Regions from separate parts of the Mus musculus genome. Here regions 2, 3 and 4 are each linked to region 1. A link is a contact called in public HiChIP or PLAC-seq and Micro-C data. All regions are on one chromosome and are shown on one strand. The core of a region is the stretch at or near the end of the contact, and the rest is flanking DNA. Distances in the headings are between cores, read along the strand shown. Region 1 holds the start of Fam167a (family with sequence similarity 167, member A). Region 2 has its middle 9.6 kb from the start of Gm41175. Region 3 holds the start of 2700070H01Rik (RIKEN cDNA 2700070H01 gene). Region 4 holds the start of Ctsb (cathepsin B).

What was found. Hi-C and Micro-C count contacts between places; a contact is called where the count stands out from the background. HiChIP or PLAC-seq counts read pairs in DNA pulled down with a chosen protein or histone mark.
Region 2: a contact with region 1 is called in an H3K27ac HiChIP or PLAC-seq map of extraembryonic endoderm stem cells, with 2.6 times the contacts expected there. The contact joins the enhancer-like site here to the promoter of Fam167a in region 1. A contact is called at or near these places in 9 of 39 promoter capture datasets (the 3T3-L1 cell line, the HPC-7 cell line, cranial neural crest and 4 more) and 1 of 115 datasets of contacts at active chromatin or transcription factors (extraembryonic endoderm stem cells).
Region 3: an H3K27ac HiChIP or PLAC-seq map of extraembryonic endoderm stem cells shows a contact between it and region 1. The contact joins the promoter of 2700070H01Rik here to the promoter of Fam167a in region 1. A contact is called at or near these places in 3 of 39 promoter capture datasets (embryonic stem cells, liver and stem cell-derived epiblast-like cells), 2 of 115 datasets of contacts at active chromatin or transcription factors (astrocytes and extraembryonic endoderm stem cells) and 2 of 9 other capture datasets (adipose tissue and embryonic stem cells).
Region 4: a contact with region 1 is called in a Micro-C map of embryonic stem cells, with 1.8 times the contacts expected there. The contact joins the promoter of Ctsb here to the promoter of Fam167a in region 1. A contact is called at or near these places in 1 of 484 Hi-C or Micro-C datasets (embryonic stem cells), 1 of 115 datasets of contacts at active chromatin or transcription factors (bone marrow-derived dendritic cells) and 1 of 9 other capture datasets (adipose tissue).

Annotation. Positions count from the first base shown.
Region 1 is chr14:63,433,696-63,439,257 of GRCm38.p6, reverse strand. It overlaps Fam167a (family with sequence similarity 167, member A), which reads right to left and starts at 2,864. Exons shown (of 4, transcript NM_177628.4): 1 at 2,626-2,864.
Region 2 is chr14:63,832,834-63,838,395 of GRCm38.p6, reverse strand. It overlaps a transcript of Xkr6 not described here. Among named protein-coding and RNA genes, the nearest start is that of Gm41175, 9.6 kb to the right of the region's middle. Within about 2 kb of position 2,210, at least 1 of the 459 cell types and tissues checked has an H3K27ac peak or open chromatin away from gene starts, as enhancers often do. A contact at or near this core is called in extraembryonic endoderm stem cells, where this site is marked.
Region 3 is chr14:63,052,461-63,058,022 of GRCm38.p6, reverse strand. 2700070H01Rik (RIKEN cDNA 2700070H01 gene) reads right to left here and starts at 2,950. Exons shown (of 3, transcript NR_046019.1): 1 at 2,917-2,950; 2 at 2,071-2,256; 3 at 1-1,399.
Region 4 is chr14:63,119,987-63,125,548 of GRCm38.p6, reverse strand. Ctsb (cathepsin B) reads right to left here and starts at 3,087. Exons shown (of 10, transcript NM_007798.3): 1 at 2,984-3,087.

The DNA.
Region 1 (5,562 bases), core at 1,615-4,114:
CTGGCTGCCATTGGTCTGTCCCTAGGCTCTGTTCAGAGGCTCTGCTGACCTCTTGGAATGAGGAAATACAGACCAGCCTTTAAAAGTTGGCGTAGTAGCCACTGTATAGGCTGAGGCCTGGATTCATGCAAATTTGCCCTTCAACATGAAAAATGAGATTTGACCCAGGTTTGCCTTACAGGTCCCATTGTAACACATCCTGGGATCCAGTATCAACCAGCTCCCACATTTGATTCCGAGTACCCTAAAAAGAATTTTCAGCCCCAGTGTGAAAGGAGGGCTCAGTTGACCTCTCTGAGGTGAGAAACTGAAGCCTGTCCCATTGGATGGTACTCTGTAAATACTTCCATGAAGGTAGTTACCATATGCCAGGGGACTCTTGGAGAGGCTGAGGTATGCAGAGGGCCTGATTGAGGGGAGCTACCTTAGAGAACAAGGCCCTCCCCTGATGCCCATGAGACTCAGGACGACTGTCCACAGAGCTACTCCTGAGACGATCTGACATGGTGGCTTGGTAGAGGGGAGAGGGTGGGCTTTTCAGGAGGACAGGTTGTTATAGGAAGGGCGGGGGTAGGCTAAGACAACCTCTGACCCCTGGTGTCCTCTCCCCTCTCCTTTCCTTTGCTCTCTACTCAAGAGAAAAGTGGTAGCTGTTACTGGGGAGACAATTGGTTCTTAAGGGGCAGGACCCCTGGCCCAGGTCCCCAGATCCTGTCAACCTAGCCTTTATGGAAGCTCAACTGCCACTTCCTATTAAACATTAGCCCACTATCTTCGTTTCCCACGAGCTGAGCCAATCTCATCCCTCTAGATCACCTTCCTCCTCACTGACCCAGAGTGCACTGGAGTATGAGATTCCGGTTGCTTCATTTTCTTCTTCTGTTTCGTCTTAAGATGAGGTTTCATGTAGCCCAAGCTGGCCTTAAACTTGCTAGGTAGCCAAGAATGAACTTGCACTTCTGATCCTCTTGTCTCCAACTCCCAAGAGCTGGGATTACAGGCACATGCCACCAGGTCCCAGTTTATGCAGAACTGGGTAACGAAGTCAGGGCTTTGTGTATGCAGGGGACTTTCTAAGGCCACATGACGAGCCTCTCGTGACCGTGGGTGTGAGTAGTTCCTTCCTGTCTCGGGGCCAAGGTAGGTTCCCTGGCCTCCTGAAGCAATCTTTTTCTAAGAGCATTTCTGGAGTGAAAGGGTGAGGCACAGGCGTGTCTCTGTGTTTTCCAAAGCCACACAAACTGTTCCAGTCTGCAGAGACTCACACTGTCTCCTCAAATGGTAATCGTAAGGCTCAGTGACTGAGGCTACCTGGGTTCTCAGCAGTGAGATCAGGAGAGGAGCTCTGGAGAAGAGCACCTTCATGCCATTGCTTGACGGACAGCATGTAGTTGCTTTGCCAAGCTCTTGAAAACCACTCTGGCAGGGTCCTCCATCTCCAGGCTGAGGACAGGCTAACAGGTACCTTGGTTACCTTGGCTTTGCCAAGACTTTGAGTCCCAAGCCTGGTGGGAGAGGAGAGAAAGGAGAGAGACAGACAGACACAGAGAGAGAGACAGACAGACAGAGAGACAGAGAGACAGAGAGGAAGGAGGAGGAGGAGAGGGGAGAGAGGAAAGAGGAAAGAGGAAAGGGAAGAGGAGAGAAGAGAAGGGGAGGGAGGAGAATGGAGAGAACTCTGGTGTGTGGAGGGGAAGCTACTTTGGAGCCACATCTACTAGGCACTCTGTACAGGACATGGTCTCATCCCAGATTCTCCATGGATGATGGTTTGGTGGTGGGAGGGAGAGACAGAACTTGCTGGTGAGTGAATGAAACTGAGGACACCAACCTGGAGCCAACTCATCTTCCAGATGTCCCCAAGAGGGCTTACCCACAACAGAACCCATACATACAGAAACCACGTCTGAGAGAAAGCCCCCACCCCCACCCCGCCACACACACACTTGTCTTTCTGGCCATTCAGGAGCCCAGCTCTAAGGCTGACCTGCTCATTCACTGCACATCGTTTGGGTGTACAGTCCCTCTGGTATCCCTGACATCACTCTTGGGGTGCCATATGGCTAAGAGCCCTGAGTTAAGGGTGGCGCACGCCTTTAATCCCAGCACTTGGGAGGCAGAGGCAGGCAGATTTCTGAGTTCGAGGCCAGCCTGGTCTACAAAGTGAGTTCCAGGACAGCCAGGGTTATATAGAGAAACCCTGTCTCACCCCCCCCCCAAAAGAACTCTCATCTCTCTTAGATGTATAAGTGTGGGGGTTATCAGCCTAGATGAGTTGATCTAGACCAGTCCCAAGAGCTCTCTCTCTCTCTCTCTCTCTCTCTCTCTCTCTCTCTCTCTCTCTCATTACAGACCCCCCAGGTTCCCACTTGGAATCATACATATCCCTGAGCTGGGACCAGAGGCATGGAGTCCACACCTGCCCCCCCGCCCCCCTCCCCCCCCCCCCCCCCCCCGCCTTCCAGAGAGGCCTGAAACCCCAGGAGCAAATACGAGGGAACCACGCTGTCCTATGGCGGTGTCCCCCCGCCCCTCCAGGGCTGTGGGATCCAGGGACCCCAATGCCCACCCTGAAGACCTGGGCACCCCGAGCACCTCAGCCAAGCCTCACCGCCGCGAACCCACCTTCTTGAGCTCCAGTCGCGCGTCCTCGGAGCTGTCGCGGTCCCCGCCGCCAGCCCGCGCCCGCCCTCCCTCGGAGCTCGGCTCCCGCCTCCCGAGCTCCCGGGCTCCGTAGCGGTGCGAATTCTCCGCACCGTTCTTTTTTGAAGGGACGTTCTTTTGCGTTGCGTCAGGGCGGTTGCCTGGCGACCGTAGAGCTAGTCCGCCGCCAGCCTCTCGGCGCCGCCGCCCGCCTCCCATTCAAGCCGCGGCAGGTCGGCCTCCCGGCACCGCTGGTCCGAGTGCACCCGGGTCCTAAAGACCCCCGATTCTCCCTCCCCGTGCAAGGCCAAGCCCAGTCAGGAACTCTCAGCAAGCTCCAGGCGAAATCAAACCCAAACTTTTTTTTCCCATTAAGATCAAAGCAAAGAGAGTTATGTCCCGTCCCGTCCCGTCTTACTGCCCCCTCCCTCCAAGCATGGCAACGTGGCTTTGCCACTGTCAGCAGTTCGCTGAGGGAATGGGCAGGGAAAGCGGGCTGCACTCCACCCAGGAAAGTCTTGGGTTCCTGATCCCAGCAGCAGCCACCAAGTCAGACCAACTGGCACTGACCTGCGCGCTCGCGCGCTCGCGTGCCACACCATTGCAGGGCTCCAGCTGGGTAGGCATTTGTGGGCAGCTCTGGCTTAGTTTTCAAGTGGGGAAAACTGGGATGTTAAGAGGAAAGAGCTGTGGGTAGTGCTGGTGGGCCTGATGTGAGAGCCTCCTTAACCACCTGCACCTCATTCTTGGGAACTGCAGCAGCTGCATCTGTCCTAATACTCTTAGGGTCAGGTTCTACTGCCCTAAGTTCCAACCCTGCTCCGTGAGCACCTAGAGCTGTTGGCATCTGGAGCTGCTAGCACTTAGGGTCACAGAGAACAGAAGCTGGACTGACATGCTTGTAGACTCTTAGGACCATCCTGACTGCAGGATGAGGCAAGGGGCCCACACAAGAGACCAGCTTGGGGTGATGCCAGAAGGTGGTCTCTTTGTCCTCGACCAGCTCCCTAAAACCCTAAGGGTAGAAGGGTCTTTCCAAGAGAATGAGTCACCTTCATCTCCTCTGTCTCTTGAGTCAGTTGCTGTGGTTTTAAGGATGCTCCTTGACCCTTCTTGCTGGCTAGAGGAGCACCTGAGGTGTGACCTCAACACCCAACCTACCCCTCCCCATGAACCACTGTGTCTGGACTCTGGGTAGACTGGGGTAGGAGTGAGGTTAGCAGGATGAAGATATCAAGTAGCTGGCTTGGTTGGTCGTTGCCATGCCTGCAGCCCGCCCAAGTGCTCCTTGTAGGTCAGTGAATGTGGCAGAGAGATGTCAGGGAACTTGCTTGAGCTCAGTGTTGGCTGAGAACCTTGTGGAAGGAAGTGGTTCAACGGTAGTCTGCAGCATGTTCCAGGGTGTGTGTGTTAGTGTGTGTGTGTTAGCGTGTGTTAGTGTATTAGTGTGTGTGTAACTGTATGTATGTTACTGTGTGTGTTACTGTGTGTGTTAGTGTGTGTATTAGTGTGTGTGTTAGTGTCTGTGTTAGTGTATGTGTTACTGTGTGCTGTGTGTGTTAATATGTCTATGTTAGCGTGTGTGTGTGTTAGTGTGTGTGTGTGTGTGTGTGTGTGTGTGTGTGTGTATAGAAGACGAAGGAATGCTGCACACACAGAGACAAGGAAGGTAAAAACCACCTCTCTGGGGACATAAACTTGGGACTAAAAGTCAAGGCCTTGGTTGGCCCTGTCACTTCCCATCACAGGTCACTTGTGCCATTCTGGAAGGTCACTGGGGCTCCTCTGCTCACCTGGAAGAAGCCAGAAACTTCTGTGGCTTGAACATGACTCTGGGGGTGGAAATAGGCCCCTCGTACAAAACCAAGCAGGACCTGGAAAGTTGGGAGATCGGAGCCCTAACTTCCCATGGCTTCCCAGTAGGCTTCCTTCTCAGGATGATCATTTGCAGCTACACTGAGACAAGCAGGACAGAATCCATCCCTTACTTTTAAGGTTTTAAAATTGAAACACAAAATGCCCATCTTTCTCTGTTTTCCGGGACTGGCTGTTTTCCATCCAAAAAAGAATTATCTTGTAAATATCAGATCCTGCTTTGGGCTTGTGAGGACCACCTTAGATAAAAGACCTTGACCTTGCCAGGTTATCAAGGTAGGTGCTGGCACTCTTTTCTCTCCAGAGAGCAGTTAGGATGTCAGGTCCTGGGCCAGAGTCTATCAGCTTCTGCTAGTTGCTCCTGGAAGTGATGTTCCCCACCAAATGATAGTACTGTGACTTTCAAGAGAAGCCAGGAATTGGTTGCCATTGGTGTATTCCTCTCTCTCAGAGAGGTCTATTCAGCAGCTGGGGGCAGGTTCCTGTCCTGCAGGGAGCTCATTAGGTCCACTTAGGGGCCAGTCATCTGAGGCATTGGTTACTAGGAAGATAATTAACCAACCATTCACATGGTTGCTGGGGTCAGAAAAGAGCAGATATCTGCCCCACCCAGGTATGGAGCTGGGTAGGGATGGGGGTGGGGCTTCAAGGCATGCTGGGAGTGAGCAGAACTGGAGAGGAAGAGAAGGACCTAGTTATAGAGGACAGCCAGTTTGAGGTCAGAAATATAGGTGCCAGGGGCTGAGCTGCGATGTGTGACACGGTCCCCAGGGCAGTGGGATTAAGAAGAGAGGTCACAGCTTACCTGTTTTAGGAAAGCTAGCTGAGGAGAAGTGAGACAGGAGGCCTGGGATCAGGTGATGATGCTCCCTTCACTGGAGGCAGGAAGCAAATAACACACAGATTCCGATGGGGCAGAGGAAGGGAGGGCATCAACTTTGTATTTCCCAGGGGAGGATGCCAGTGGGGGTAGCAGAGAGGAAGGACTCAATAGGGACTCAGGAGGTAGAAGGACATGGGTTTGAGCCTTGGCCCTGGTGGTGT
Region 2 (5,562 bases), core at 961-3,460, 400 kb before region 1:
AATCAATTCACCTGTAAATAGAAGCCACTGTGAGGCCAGACAATTTCTCCAGCCTGGCTATGGGTGTGGGGCTTTCTGTCAGATCACTTCATTTTCAGAGAATATGGCCAGGAGAGTTTGGGATTTCCATTGTTGTCTTCAGGAGTTCCTGGACCAGGCAAGACCAAGGGTATATCCAAGGGTCCCAAATACTGGATCTCTGTCCCCTGGGGACGCAAAGCAAGGAAAATAGCTGGGACTATAGTAGGCAACATTGGGACAGTTCTGAAGGAAGACTATCTGATTTCATGGTATCCTATGTGGAACAAAGGAAAGGGTGACTTTTGCCTTTGAAGACCTGTGACAGAGGTCATGAACAAAACTGAGATGACAGTGTCTCCTTGACACTCTGAGATCCTACCATGTCCCGTTCAGTGATACTCAGCTCTGTGCATGGGATGGAAGGGCTTTCACGATGGACAACCTTTCAGATTAGTGCAGAGTTGGGACTGTGTGTCCAAACAAGTACACTGAGTCATAGTGCTACCAGGCAGTGGTCTGGGAGAGCTGTGGTTGCAAACATACAGTGGCAGGGACTGAGACGGTCAGCAGGGTATATCTGTCTTATCTTCCCCACCTTCAAACCCCTCTCAGGTACCCCACATGCCCACTTCTCTGGCTCCCTTTCTGCTCCCCGTGCTACCCTCCATCGCTGTTTCCTGCCTCCAGTGGTGGAGGCTGTGATTCTCACTTAAGTTGGTTCCATCTTGTCATGATGCCTTCCCTTCCCTGGTTTAGCTTTGGAGCATGATTGGCCTTCCTAGGTCTGAACACATCAGTTCATTATATGAGACTCTCCAGCACTGTACTGCTCATCCTGCTGTCTAGTGTTACCTGGTTGCATGGTTCATAGAGGCTGCAGCCCCACCTCTGCTTCTTAGAGACAGGAAAACAGAAGCTCCTGGGAGGCAAGTAACCTGCCTAGAAATGTCAGGACAGGAGAAGACATGGCTCCAGCCCTATGCTCATCCCCACCTCAGGTTGACACCTTCTCAGATTCCTGCCTGGGGCCCTCCTGCTGTGTTTGTTGGATGGAAACAAAATGGCAGATTTCTTGGTATCCATCTCACTCTCTACCAGGCTATGTGAGCCACTTAATCATTGTGAGCTTTGACAAGAAAAAAAATGATACGGGAAGAGCCTGAAAATGAGTGAACACTTGAGGCAGACCAGAATCTACTGTGTAGTCCCTCAGCTGTACCTCTGACTGACCATAGAACCCTGTTCAAGGCATTATGGGTCTCTGTTTCATGGCCTGTAACATGGAGTGAGATTTCTAGCCTTGTAAGATTTTGGTGGACCAAGCTAGGTGAGGGAGCAGCATCAGTCTCTTGCTTTGCTTGCTCTTAGTCAAGTCAGCATCCCTGACCTTGTAAAAGTATCCTGCTACGATTGGCTAACACTGCCCCATGGTCCTGATGGGGATTACTCTGACAGCATGATTCCTGGTGCTACGGGGAACTTGAGAGCTTGGCTGTCCCCTGATTGTCTTCCTTCCCTTGATAAGTCATCCTGGGAACACTCTGGGCTTCACACGCTTCCCCAGCCTCGACATTCTTGGCATGTACACGAGTGCACTGTCTCAAGTGGCACCTAGTGGTAGGCACTTCTACCATAGGGCAGCCCACAAACTACAGAAAGGCATGCCCATTCTGACAGGCGCTTCCTCAGCCAGGGTATAGTCATGAACAGTTGATACCCACAGACACAGTCCCTGAGAATCACTGCCATCACAGACCTCAAAGGCAGGAATATGTGTCCCTTCCCAGAGTTAGGAGTTGACTCAGCCATCATACTTTTCCCTCTGGCTTCTCTTCATTTTGCCCCAAACCTGCATTTCTTGGAAGACCTGGAAACATTGTATCTGAATGGCCATATCTGGGCCTGAACATGGATAGCATAGGTCCAGAGAGAAAGGGGTCTAAACCTTGCAGATGGATTAGATTCTGGCATGGATTTCTGGGAGGGGTGTTTATATAGGTGGGCGGCCTCAAAGTCTCCAGAAAACAATGTCCAAAGAGATACTGAAGAAGAAAGAAAGAGTAAGAAGTTCCTGGGATATGTCTCAAGCATCTCTTGATAACTAAGAGAATAGGGAGATTGCGGGGGGAGGGGGCAGGAGGAATGCTAAAGACTATGCTACTCTCATGCAAGCAATGATCTCCTTCTTTATCTCAAGGAATTCCATCTATGTTCCCATCAGTTAGAGCGAGGGAGCAGCTTGTGCTACAGCAGTTAGGCAGTGTCTGAATTTGTCTGTTAAAAACTGTCTTGGATGGCTCAGCCACCTTGTGCAAGATTTGTAAACCACGAACAAAAATCAGACTTGTGCATTCTCAGCCTAAATAAGGGAGGAGCTGCCTTCTGCCTGCAGGGCTTTCCCTGCCTAGGTTGTGCTTTATAGAACCCGGGGATTCTCTTCTTCCTTATAACTACGTCTCAAGACCTTGTGAAGCTGTGTTAGTTCACTTGAATTAGCCTCACAGACATTGTCAATGAGCTGGAAGCTAGCATACTTAGAATATCACTCCACCACACAGCACACACTGAAAGGCTGACTTCCTGAGCATTTATGCTTTCAGGCCCTTGAAGAGTCCCCTTGTACTTATATTAGCTTCAACGGGAAAACAGAGGCAAGTTGATGTCCATGTTGGCAGGGGATGGGGACAGAAAAGTGAGGTTTGTCAGTGGGTATGCAGTGACATCTATCTGGGAAAGATGAAACTGGCCAAAAGCTGAGGTGGAAGGTTCGACTTGGCCCTCTGGGGACAGGTTACTCCATATAGATGGCCACAAATAAAGAAAGGGAAACATCCAACAGGTCAGATCCTCCCCAGAGCACACCAGCTCCAAGCTATGGTCTGTGTCAGGATCAGGTTGGTAGGGCTACAGTAATAGCTCCTGGTGCACACTACCCGCCACCCTGCCCTCAGCCACAGAGATCACAGGCTCATTGCTCCACTTAAGCCAAATTTTTTTTTCTTGAATTAAGTCAATACATCCCCAAAACCATGAAAAGTAGAGTCTCTAAAGGAAATTAAACATTTCGAACCAAAGAGGATGAAAACAAACTGTAAACACAGAAACACAAAGTGCACATCAGATCGCGTACAGAACCAAACAGGATTAGTACATCGAATCATTTCAAATGAAAGCAAAGAAAACTTTTTGTTGTGGTTGTTAGCTCTTAAATTCAGGCAAAGAATCACTGTAGCATGCTCACCTTGAACCAGAGATTGGTCATTGTGGTTCTTGGATAAAGAGAAAAAAAAAAAAAAACCAATCTGTGAGGGATATGGAAAACAGCTTGGAATCTGAGGTGAAGGGGGTGGAGGGAAACTGGAAGATTGCATAGCTGTGAGACAGTGGCTTCTCACCAAGGCGAGCGAGTACATCATCTGAGAAATAGCATCTGATAGATTGATTTGATTTTCTGTTCATTTCTGTTTGCAGTATTTTGTTCTCTGTCCATCAGACACATCATACACAGAAACGCATATACAGTACACACACACACACACACACACACACACACACCAGCACTAAAGACCAAAACCACACAAGCCAACCCCAACCTTTGAAAGACCCATTGCTGCCTGTTCCAGCAAAGTTTGGATTCACCAGTACACCGTGCCTGAATCCCCACACTACTTCTTACACAAAGTTAGATCTCAGATTTTTGCTTACAGTAGCAGTTAAAAGAGAGGATTGGGGACGAGGCATGAAGAAAAGCACCAGAAATGGTTTGATTCTCTTACTGATCTCTCTGTGGCAATGCCCCACATTTTGGTTAGGGGAGAGTCACTACTTTTTAAGAAATGAGAGAGGAAAAAAAAACTGCCTTTTTTTTTAAGCTTTCTTGAGGTAAATGTTATGTGTGAACACCTTAGGCAGTCATCAATACAAATAGAGAATGAACAACAGCCAAATGTAATATCCATGTGCAGAACATGAGAAAGCATATTCACATCTTTCTTTATGTCTCTCTCCTGTCATTCAGCCTGCCTTCTATAAGGTATGGAACAGAAAAGAAGATGGAGGATTTCCTGTTTCACATTCAGCACCTGTCATCCATCCCTCAGCAGACTCTCTTCCACACACATGTACCCAACGTCACAAACCAAGGGAAAACTGAAAATAGAGTTTAGAATACTATACACATTTCCACTCTTGCTATATGCCTTCAGCATATATAGACATATATGCACACACATGTGTATACATATATGGTAGTTTACATTAATATAGGAAACAACAAAGGTCTTTTAGTTATGGTTTATGCAAAGTCTCTGCATCTTCTTTGTGTTTTCTGTTCCCTCTCCATTTTTGGATAAACAACCAGCTATAACAATCTATTATAAGGCCTCACAGAGAGAATTCTGCATGTTTTTTTCTCTAAGAACCAAAGTGTATAAAATGAGGTTTGATTCTAGCACCTTAAACAGCATTAATGATGTTCCCTTGTAACGGCCTAGAGACTCTCCATCAGTTACACACCATCCATAGGTATTCCTGGAGGGAGGAGATGAAACCGTGATGGTAGCTGCAGAGAGGGAGCGAACCAAGCCTCAGGGTGAAAGTCTCAATGACATACACACAGAATCTCAAAGTCAGGTCAAGCTGCTGTCTCCAAATTCAATTTATTGACTGTGCCCCTAACAGCCAATTCAATGAATAGTCTTCCCCGTGAGGTATGGAAATAGTATGGGAACCATTTTAGATGGGGAAACTGAGTCTGAGAGACCTAAGAAGGTTACAGAGGAGACTGTCTGGAGTCTAGACACAAATTAAGAATGCCTGACCTCTCACCTCTTATTCCCAAAACCATCCTTTGTCAACTTTGATTGGTGAGTTGAGATTTTTTCTTTTTTTCTTTTTCTTTTTTGGAAAAGCAGCTTCTGGCCATGAGCAAGGAAGCAAAATGAACAAAGAATTTTTTTTTTTAATATCAGCACCAAAGGAAGTTTAAAAGAAGCTGCCTTGTGCTCCTTTATCAAGTGTTCTGTGTCACGGAGACAGCAACTTTCACAAAGGAAGAGAGCTCATCTCAGGGACAGGAGGACAGGTAGCTCCTCTCACCTGTCAGCGTCCATCCCCAAGATCATTACTCTGCAGAGAGCCAGAAGGTCTAGTGGAGCATTAGAGTCTTGTAGAGGAATGATCAACCCCCACCAAAGCTGCATCAGAACCTCAAGTACATAATTATAGAACCACAGTGGTACATCTCTATCCATGTTGACTGACACGTGTATACGCTCACGTCTCTGACTACACTGACACACAAGACTATAGAGAAGTCCTGGTACTGTTGTTTGCTGCAAGTGGCCACCTTGAGTGGAGTTACATGACGGAAAAGCACCACAAGAAAAGGCACCACGGGTTTCAAGAAGTTAAATCTTGTGTTGTTACGGCTCTGATCTCACCATGGTGGGGCACAGACAGGTTGTTCAAATTTAGCAAGGACCTTAAAGCCTCTGAGTCAAAAGATCTCATCCCATGGACATCATCCAATCCCAGCTCGCC
Region 3 (5,562 bases), core at 1,701-4,200, 380 kb after region 1:
GGGTCCATCTCTACGGACATTCCATTACCTGGGTGTGGGGGCTGGAAACTTGCTGGGGAGGTCTGCAAACTGTTACTGAGGAAGCAGCTGAGGAAGTCTGGAAGCTGCTGCTGACCCATTGTCCTTGTCTCAGGCCAGGTATCTGGAACATTCCATTGCCTGGGCATGAAGGCTGGAGCCTGGGTTTCTTTCTATTAGTAATTGACTTGCCTGGGCTTGCCTCGACTTGCCTAGTTCTTAGGCCTAGTCTCCTTAACTGCCGATTTGAAGCCTGTCATGGAATCAGCCTGTCTCATCCCTCTCACTACCATGTGGGACCCCAAGATTCCAACTCAGGATTTCTGGCTTGTTTGCAAATGCCGAGTTAATCCCTGAGCCATCTTGTTGGCCCAATGTAGTTGTCTGAATAAAAATGGCCCCCATAGGCTCATAGGGAGTGGCACTATTTGAAAGGTTTAGGAGGTGTGTAGGTGTGACCTTGTTGGAGGAAGTATGTCACTGGGGGTGGATTTGGGGGTTTCAAATGCTCAAGCCAGGCCCACTGTCTTTCTCTTCCTGCTGTTTGAGGATCCCGATGTCGAACTCTCAGTTCCTCCAGCACCATTTTGCCTGCATGGTGCCATGATTTCTCGATTCCTGCCATGCTGATAATGGACTGATCCTCTGAGACTGTAAGCCAGCTCCAATTAAATGCTTCTTTTTATTTATTTTATTTTTTGCTTTTTTTATTTTTGAGACAGGGTTTCTCTGTAGAGCCCTGGCTGTTCTGGAGCTCACTTTGTAGACCAGGCTGGCCTCGAACTCAGAAATCCACCTGCCTCTGCCTCTGCCTCCTGAGTGCTGGGATTAAAGGCATGCGCCACCACGCCCAGCAAATGCTTCTTTTTATAAGAGTTGTTGTAGTCATGGGTCTCTCTCTACAGCAATAGGATGATGACTAAAACACCCACTTTTTTTCTTTTTTCTTTCTTTCTTTTTTTTTAGCGTAACCCAAGTCAGCAATTCAAAAAGCAGTTGTGAAAATCTAACATTCTAACACAGTACAACCCCAAGACACATACGGATAGTGGAGGGGAAACATTAAGAGGGTTTCTTTTCCTTGTATTTCTATAAGGGCAGAACACTTAGCATGTACAGTAGTTGTGTGTCCTTGGGCGATTGCTGTTCTCAGCAATCCCTTCCCCAGCAGAGTATGATGGTGGGGGAGGGTAGTACCTGCTGAAGGCAGGATACAGAAGCGAAGCATGGCAAAAATCACAGGAAGCCCCTGTGGGCATTCAGGAGCTGGTAAGAGTGCAGGCTCTGGGGAGTGACAGAGATCCTCCAGGGCCCTTCCTTCTGCCTCAGGTTAGTGTCCGATCATCTATCCCATGGTGCAGAGGCCAACCAATGGTGATCCCTGTGGAGAAGAGACGTCACTGTGCTGGGGTCTCTGCAGACACTGGGGCTGAATGGCTGGGGACTCTGTTTACTTAGGGGAACATCCAAGGTAGCACTTCTTCATCTGCTGCCCTCCAGGGGAGAGAGACCTGATACAGGTCTTCCCTGATGCTGAACAAAATCCACCTCTTGTCTAACGATTACTTTCTCTAGTCCTTTCTCTCCTCCTTCTCTCTTCTTTTTCCACTTTCTCCTCCACCCCGCCCCCCCTCTTTTTAGTCTCAGCTATCCCAGGCTAGCCTGAACTTACTTGATTCCCCTGCCTCCATCTCCTGAGTGCTGGGATTACAGCACTGAGCAGCACCGTTTATGCAGTGCTGAGAATGGAACCCAGGGTTTCCTGTGTGCTAGGCAAGCACTCTACCGATTTAGCCACACCCCTGCTCTCTTCTAATAATAAGGTGCTTGCAATGCATACATAATCACTGTGTATACTAGCCTGGGCAAGGACAGAAAGACCAAAATGGGTCCTGCGATCCAGCATACAGGGATGCCAGCCACCTTTGGGAAGGTCACTGGGCCCCTATTCACACACTCAACAGGAGGTGCAGTCAGACTGACTGGGATAGAGAAGTCAGATGGAGCCGCACACTTTCCGAGGCCACCACCCTGTGGATCTTGATAACTGACCAGGATGACTGATGGCTTCCTCCATGCTGGGCATGATGCACTGATTCAGTTGCCACTTGACTCTTGCAGCCTAGCTTGAAGACAGGACCAGTCATAACCGCCTCTCGTAGGTTACTTGCTGAGGTCTAGAAGTGTTCTAAGACTTTGCTGAAGGTCACATGTTGTGGAAGTCTCGAGAGTCTGCCCCTGGGTAGACAACATCATGAGCACCATCATTAAATGCTGAACCAGATTGGAAAAAGATACTGATATCAAAGCCACCATGTCAGTCACATCATCTGGTGGGACATGGCTGCCACCCCATCACCTATAGGAGGCCTCTACCACACCACTGCAGTGCCAGGGCAGAACAGGGGGTGATGGGGCCCTGGCACAGTTAGAATCCTAGACTTCCATTTCTGGACTGGGTGAAATGACTCTCTTGCACAGAGTAAAGGCACTGTGGACTCTCCAGAATCATCCGTGCAATCAACCAACCAATCAATCAATCAATACAAACCAAAACCATGATAACCACAAAAAGTCAGGTGGTGTATATGTGTGCAACCCTAGCCCCTGGAAGGCAGAGGCAGTGGATCCCTGGGCTTGGTGGCCAGCCAGTGTAGCCTTCTTGCTGAGTTCCAGGCCACTGAGTAGTGTCTAAAACCAAGAATGAATACCTGAGGCTGTTCACAAGCACACACGCATGCAAGCATGCATGCATGCACACATGCATACACAGAGCCTCCTCAGTCCTTCGTTGGCTATTTGTGTGGTGGCTGTCCTTTGTAGTTATGTGTACCCAAGGATAGCACAGAGGGAGACGTCGGGGGGGGGGGGGGGGCTACATGCAGGAGTAGGGCTCACCCAGTATCCAGGACCCAAGAACAAAGCCGAAGCCTCCCTGATTTAAAGGCGGCAGCTGATGCTCCGCAGAACCAGGTCTGTGCCAAAGTAGGCAGAGCCCAGGGCCAGCCTCCTCCCCTCCCGTTGATCCCTCTGCTGGCCTGGAGGGAGGCTGGTGGCTGATAGGAGCTGGTTCCTCAGATGAGGTCATTTGTTTTGGTGCCAGGGGAAGGGAGGTGGTGGAGGCAGGGGCCCTGCTGTCTGCTCTCCGCTTGCTGGCGCCACAGGGTGGACAGCCTGGGTCTTGTCTGGACAGTGCCTCATTCTGAGAATGATGAGAAGAGACTCAGAGGGCAGGGAGTGGCCAGGCAGCCCATGCTTGAGGTCTGGAAGAGAAAATGGGAGCTCAACTGAAAGGCTGGGCTAGCCTCTTTCCTGGTTCTCTCAGGGGTCTGGTGAGCTCTGACTGGACCCTGAACTAGCCTACCACACGCAGAAGGAACAATTATGCTCCCCCGGACATCTGTGCTGCTATTCTGAAACACTTCCAGCATTTGTTGTTATCCTAGGAGGCCTTTCCAGCTCTTTGGGGTTTTCAGAGGCTACCCAGGAAAGCTTGTTAGTTACTTTTTTTTTTTTTTTTTCTGGGATGATGTGACCCACTTCCTAGCTCCACTCACTGATTAAAAGCTCCCAATGTGTCTATGAGGCCCAAGAACTCATTAAGAAATATTGTGGATGACAGGTCTTCTGTGTGCAAGTGGATTGAGGGGCTCTTAAAATGTTTGGGTTCATATACAGGTTCCCAGAGTGTTCTCAACACTTTCTTCATCCTCTTCCTCCTCACTCACCCACCAGAAACAGCCCCTTCCCTGCTTTGGACACAGTGCCATGTTCTTAAAATTCAAGTGAGTGGCAGTCCGTGGGGTTACTGTTGCGCCCAGCTTCTCTTCCCCATTGTTTTGTCTGGGAGGTTGCCTACAATGCTGCGTTGTGAGTAGCAGAAGGTTTTTTTTTAGCTTGGGTGTGTTCCATTTAAAAGCACTCCAATATTGGGCTAGTGAGACAGCTCAGGGTCATCTCTGCGCCACTCCTAGAACCTATGTACAAAGAGAGAAGGGAAGGGAAAAAAAGAAACCAACTCGACAAAGCTGTCTCCTGACCTCCACACATGGGTTGTAGCATGCACATGCACAACACACACACAGACACACGCACATGCATGCACACACCACCCACATTTCACTCGAACATACACACATGCAAATGCACACACACACACACATCATATCTTCATAGAAGTAATCTCAAGGACTTTCTAAAATTAACATTTGAAAGATTTTACTTGAAACTTTTAACCAGCTTCTAAGAATTTATTATTTGTTGTGTTTCTGGTTATTTTCCCTCTTGCCTTTTCCATGGGAAGAACGATTCACTTGATGTAGCCTACTAGTTCCTAAAATGCCATTTGTGCTCTATTTCAGGTAAAATGATGATAAAGCAATCCTATGGCTCCCTCTTTATAATTTCCTATCTCTGATTCATTTTGAGTTTATTCTGGGATAAGGTCTGCATGAGCCACCAGCCTTATTATTTCAGAGCGGCATCCCTAATTAATGAACAATGTATTGTTGTCCCTACTGACCGAATGACTTGTTGTTGGTCCTATTAATTGAAAGGTCCTTGTCTTTCCTCTGCTGCTTGTCAATGCAGCTGGTCACGTCCTGTTATCGGCTTCCTTGGTTAAGGCTTGGATATCTAGGAGGAGACTTAGGCGGACTCCTCATCTTCTGAATTTCTGATGACAATCTTATTTAAAAACTTTATTAAGGAGCTTGAGGTTCAGTCTGCGTGATTCAAAGATTTTGTGGGATTACACTCATATTTAAAGTTGACAGGAAGGAGGTGACCAGGATGCTGTATTAGATGTCTTTATCTTTGCATCCTTGAACATCTTTTATTGATTCCTTCTTCAAAGTTTAAAGCCATCTTCACAGGTGTTGGCCTGTTCCTTGTTACCCTTGTTCTATGTGTTGTCTTTTGTTGTTTACTGTTGAGAAGAGGTTTGTTTGTTTGTTTGTTTGTTTATCTGTGCAGGTGAGTCGAACATGGGGACATTTTGATTCGCCTCACTGTCTTTTGGATGGTGGTTATGTGACCCAACTCTGAATGAGGAATATCTGATGATCTAGCTGGGTGTTTCGAAGATTAGAAATATTGTGTGAGTCATTAAGAAATGAATTTGGGGGACTGAAGAGATGGCTCAGTGGTTAAGAACACTGACTGTTCTTTCAGAGGTCCTGAGTTCAATTCCCAGCAACCACATGGTGGCTCACAACCATCTGTAATGGGTCTGACACCCTCTTCTGGTGTGTCTGAAGACAGCATCAGGGTACTCATATAAATAAATAATTCCAAAAACATTAACAAAGAAATGGATTCGACTTATATGTCCATTGAATGAATGAATAACGAAAATGTGATTCACACACAAAGGAAAATGAAATTAGCAGGAAAAAAAAAAAAACGATGAAACTGGAATGCATTACTCTGAGTAAGGTAACCGAGAAGACAAATGTTATCCAGGCAGTGGTGGCGCACACCTTTAATGCTAGCACTTAGGAGGCAGAGGCAGGCAGATTACTGAGTTCGAAACCAGCCTGGTCT
Region 4 (5,562 bases), core at 1,838-4,337, 310 kb after region 1:
GCCTTGAACTCAGAGTGCTGGGATTAACTTGTTCACTACCCTGCTAAACTAAACCCTAACATTAAAAAAAAAAAAAAAAAAAAAAAAGGGTGGTGGTGGCACACACCTTCAATCCCAGCACTCAGGCGGCAAAGGCGGGTGAATCTCTGTGAGCTCAAGGCCAGCCTGGTTTACATAGCCCTGTCTCAAATAAATGAAGAAAAAGAAGACTAATAAACTAAGCTCGCTGGCCTGACAGGGTGCACACCTGTAATCTCAGCACTTGGGAAGTGGGCAGGAAGATCAGGAGTTCAAAGCCATCCTCTCCTATGTGGTGAGTTAGCTGGGATACATGAAGCCCCTGTCACACTGCCACCTGTCCCCAACAAATTAAAATAACTGTTAAATCTACAGGTATCAGTCAACACCAACAAATCTTATCAACTGAGTGAACAATAAGTGAACACACTATAAGTTACATAAACCAATACTTAGACATGGTATCTCAAGTGCAGAAGTAGGAAAGAATAAGGAAAGCAACAGCTGTCAAAGTCCCTGTGACAGACAAAGCAAGTCCTGGAGCCAAACCGACCCCAACCAAGCAAGACCCACCAAAGAGGAGCCACCCACTTCTACCCCAAACCTGAGCCTGGAAGGCCTCAGGTCTGCAGGAAGGGGGGTTCAGGCTTGAAGGTAAAAATGAAAGGATTGCTAGGTGGTGGCCCACGGTTTTAATCCCAGTTAATCCCAGCACGGGGGAGGCAGAGGCAGATTTATCTCTGAGTTTGTGTACCCCATCATGCCCCGGCCATCCTGGTCTACATAGCCAGTTAGTTCCAGGCTAGCCACAACTACTACACACCCCTGTTCTCAAAATAAATAAATAAACAAATAAATAAATAAATAAATAAATAAAATAAAATAAAAATATGGCCTAACCCAGGAGCATTAGCTATTGTTTGTAACCCTAGCATTCAGGAGGTTGAGGCAAAACTGTCCTACAGTAGGGTAAAACCTGCCTCAAAAAACTGAGAGGGCTAGCGGAGGGAGGAGACTGGTTAAAGCTGGCTGGGTATGATAGAGTGGCAGACTGCATGATTAGGATGCACGAGGCTCTGGGTTGGATATCAGTGCGAGGGAGGCAGAACTCCACCCCTAGAACTTCCACCATGTTCAGTGCTGGGTGGAAAATAAGCAACAAAAGGACTCCAGATTGATCCTTCTCCCACCCTTCCGTAGGCAGCTCCTGCAGAGTACCAGAGCAGGGATATGTTAACTAAGCAAAGGCAATAGAGACCTTTGTACACCTCACCTTACCTAGAGGCCCCACCACAACCCTTCACACCAATCATACTCAAGTTCCTGGTTTCCCTTTTGATTTTCAAAAGTTCTACTGCATAGAGTTCCACCTCACACATAGCTAATATTTTCCTTACATCAGTACATCAAAAGTCAGTGGCCAACCGGAGACTCCTATATCTAAAGGTTTCTACCCATACCATAAAAGGGCCGTAGCCTAGAATGCTGAGCCAGCACCTCCAGGGAACAGTTTCAACCTGGAGCCAAGAGCGCCAACCCTCCACTGCCTGACTAGTCTGAAAACATTTAGGCCAACGTCAAGGGGAATGCTGGAAATCTCTGCTGGCACCTGGGCTGGTGAAGCACAGGCGTGGGCCCGGCTCGCCCCACCCCACTAGCAGTCCCGTAGGCCTGGGTCACGTGGCTTTAAAGGAGCAGAGGTCATTTTCCTCCACCTTCTTTTAAGCATGAGTTTTTTTTTTTTTTAAGGAAGGAAGGAGGGATTAAGAAATGAAACCGTTTCCCTCTGTAGTCCCACTGTTGTGGAATCCATTACATAGCCCAGGCTGGTTTCCAATGCACAGCGATTCTCCTGCCTCAGCCTTCCAAGTGCCGTGATTGCCTTGCTCTGGTATGGCTCTGGGGACTCTGGAGTTTTAGGTCACCATGGCCAGAGCCTATGGGAAACAACTGTCCCCTGAACGGCTTCGAACAAAGATGACACCTTCACCAACATTTTGCAAATGCTACTCTGAATCCGGGGACTGCAGACCATACCTCCACAGCAGTCCCTCACAGGAAGCACCTGGAGATCAGTCTTCCCGAGACACTAAAAGGAGTTAAACTTCCCTTTCAATCCCACAATTTATCTCCCTTCCCAAACACGTGAGGGGATCTGGTTAGGTGGAGGTAAGGTGCGGATGGGTTTTAGTCCTTTACTCTTGGGCCCTAGGGGACCAAGTCCAATTTACCTATCTCTTGGTCCGCACGCCCAGCACTCTGGGAGAGGATGCTATCTCTCCCGGCTAGCAGGGCCCTGACTGAAGGAGGCTGTCCTGCAAGTACCTTTCCTCCATCACATTGGCCATTCCCCTCCAGAGAAAGGTTCTGGGAGAGCCCCTATCCTTTAGCTCTGCTTCTCTTCCTGTTTCTCGGTTTAACTCTTCGTGCAGGTTCCACCCCAGCCACCCACTACCAGGTTCCCATTCTCAATAGAACAGGTCTTTTAGGGTGCCAGGCACTGCGTGGGTTTGTGTGTGGAAAAGTTCCCGGGGCAGATTCTTTAGAATAAGCCACAAACCTGCACTAGATGCAGGTCGATACTCGCCCTGAGCACCCCTGAGACTTGCAATCTGCGAGCTGGAAGGGCCAGAGCTGAACCCTTCCCTTTAAGCTCCTCCCTCGGAGCTCCCCGAAGTCCCCACCTCCGCCCTTGAAGTGCGCCAAGGCCACTGGAAAGAAGCCGATCACCGCGGGGTCACCAGGCTCGGCCCTAAAGCGTGAAAGCTGGAGCTCTGCCGGTCTAGCCTGCGGGAGCCTAAGACCGCGATCCGCCAGGGCGAGCAGCATCTAGGGCCGCGGAGGAACCGCGCCTGCGCCCTGGGCAAGTGAAGGGCCTGTCTCCACCACCGCTGCTCAGCCCGCTCCCCCGACCCCAGCCAAAGTGACTTCCGCCATGGAGCCACTGTGCCCCGGGCAAACTCACCGAGCGCAGCGCGACAGCCTGGGCCTGCAGCCACCAAGCCAAACGGAGCCGCTCCTGGCCTCTCCCGTGCACTCCTAAGTACCCGCGCAGCTCCGCCCTCCGCTGGGGGCTGATTCGTCACGTGATGCTTGACCGCGCCCCCGCCCCTGCCGGCCCCTCCCCCTTCATCCCGGGACTCTGCAAGCTGTGTTAAACCCAAAAGAAACTGGTGGTTTGTCTGCTCTCTTTCCATTTCGCACAGAGATGCTCTCCAGGGACCTCTGCAGGTACCCTGCACTGGGAAGATACAACATCTTCGTGACATGCATTCCTCGGGAAGGCCCCGCTGGCTCGGGGACCTGGAAATGTCTGGAGGAGCCTCCTGGCCTTATATTCTGAAGCTCAGACTATAATGGCGTAGAAATACTCAAACCAAGGGAAGCAACCAAAAACTAGAACTGGGCTGGGATTGTAGCCCAGAAGTAGAGCTCTTACTTACCAAGCCCAAGGCCCTGGGTTCGATCCCTAGTTTAAAAAGAAAGAGAGAAACCAAAACCCCATGAATTTTGTCCAAGGCATGTTATGAAATTCAGAACTCCTGCCAGGCCATATGAACCTCCCCCCATCTTGTGTGGTAAGCTAGCCAGTGAGAAGCTGGCTGACCTAGTTGATCTGACAGGTCATAGCATACCCCCACCCCCACCCCAGGGTCGAGCACCCTCAGATCTCTCCAATCCTTAGGTCTATCCTGTAATATAGGAATGGCCTCATGTCAGCATGGTATCTTGTAGCCAGGCTTGTGACGATAAGAAAGGTTTGGATCTAGTGGATTCCAAGGTTCTATTGGTAGGCTCCCAGTTAAGGACAGGAGTGGAAGTGTAGTTACTGAACCCCAGTTAAGTGGAATACAGGAAGAACTCAGAAAACTTGCGGAAAGGCAGGTCCATGGCCATCTGTCCAAGGCCAGCTGTCCCAGCTGCTGACAACAGGTAGAAACTGGCTGCTTATTTTAGGGTAAAAAGTCCAAACAAAAATGAGCAGCCTTTCTTGGCTAAAAGCCCAAAATGTCCTCTGACATGCCCAGAGCCTGGCCCTTGGCAGGAGCTAGAGATGTTTAAGTGTCTAAGCCAAAAGTGTCTCTGGCTGCCAGGAAGGGGGTCTTCAAGTCTTTTCCACAAAGGAGTGACCTTTCCTGGAAGCCATACTGAGGCTGTGACCCAAACTGAAATGACTTCAACACCTGGAATGAAAACTGGACTGACCAGCTAGCTCAACCTTCTTCCTGCCTCCATCCCACTAAAGGCTACAGTCCTATTAACCCCCAGGCTTTGGGGGGCTCCAGGATGGGATCCGACTCCCTCCAGGGACCCCACGGGCTGCTCAAGACCTTTGCCTTCTTTCTCTCCCTTCAGCTCCCTACAGTCCTTCCCACCTTCCTAAAACTCACCTTCTGTGGTCCATGAATTTCCTTCCTCAAAACTGAGAGACAAGAACCCAGAAGTACCTGGCTTGGGCTGACTTCAGTGGTGCTGAAAAAGGCTTCATTTTAAAATGTTAGAATATTCCCATATCACTGCCTGCTCACCCCAGCCTGTCCAGACAGCTGCAGAGTCCAGCCTGCACATCAGTGTTTCATAGATCATCTTCCCCCTGGACACATAGACCGTAGTAAATCCTTCCTTTATAGCGCCTCAGATGAGCTGAGGGCTACACATGCATTATCACAGTGTGTTAATAAAGGAGAGGCTTCTGAAGCGAAACAATGATAAGCAGTCACATGTGAGATAAACCCGTAGTCCTAACACTTGGGAAATTTGGGGGCTATAGGGTCAATCTGAGCTACACAGCACATTCAAATCCAACCTGGGCTACAGGAGACCCTGTCTCAAATGACCAACATACAGGGCTGTGAATATAGTTCAACTGGTAGAGTTATCCTGACTTGTATGCTTAGAGTTCTGGGTTCCATCCCTAGCCCTCCATAAACCTGGCATCGTGGTTCTCACTATGAGATGGAAGCAGAAAGGTCAAAGTTCAAGACCGCAGCATCAGTTTGATGGCTCAGCTGGCAAAAGTGCTTCCTACACAGCCCAATGACCTATACCACTTTGATCCCTGGAAACCACAGTAGAAGGAGAGAACACATTCCAAAAAAGTTGTCCTCTAATACTCATGCCATAGCTCACGCACCCCTCAACTCTCTCTCCCTCTCCATCTCTCTCTCTCTCTCTAATAATAATAATAATAATAATAATAATAATAATAATAATTTTAGAAGCTCAAAGCTATCCATATCTCCCTAGTGATTTGTGGCCAGCATGGGTTACAAGAGACTGCATATCAAATAAATAACCAAATAACCAAATGAATACGACCAGAGTAGACTCTTCTGGAGAGTCCGTCTGTGGGAAACTTTAGGAGGAAGCTATCCCAGCATACTTAAATCCCTTCATGCACACTTTGAGTCCTCCGCCTCCTAAGGGATAAGAATGTGCTATGTTGTTCCTTGCTGTATTCTGCATGGTGCCTGCCTGTCACCAGGTAGAGGGCAGAGACAATGGGTGTGCACACGAAGTGAACCTTGAAGATTGAGTCCAGGT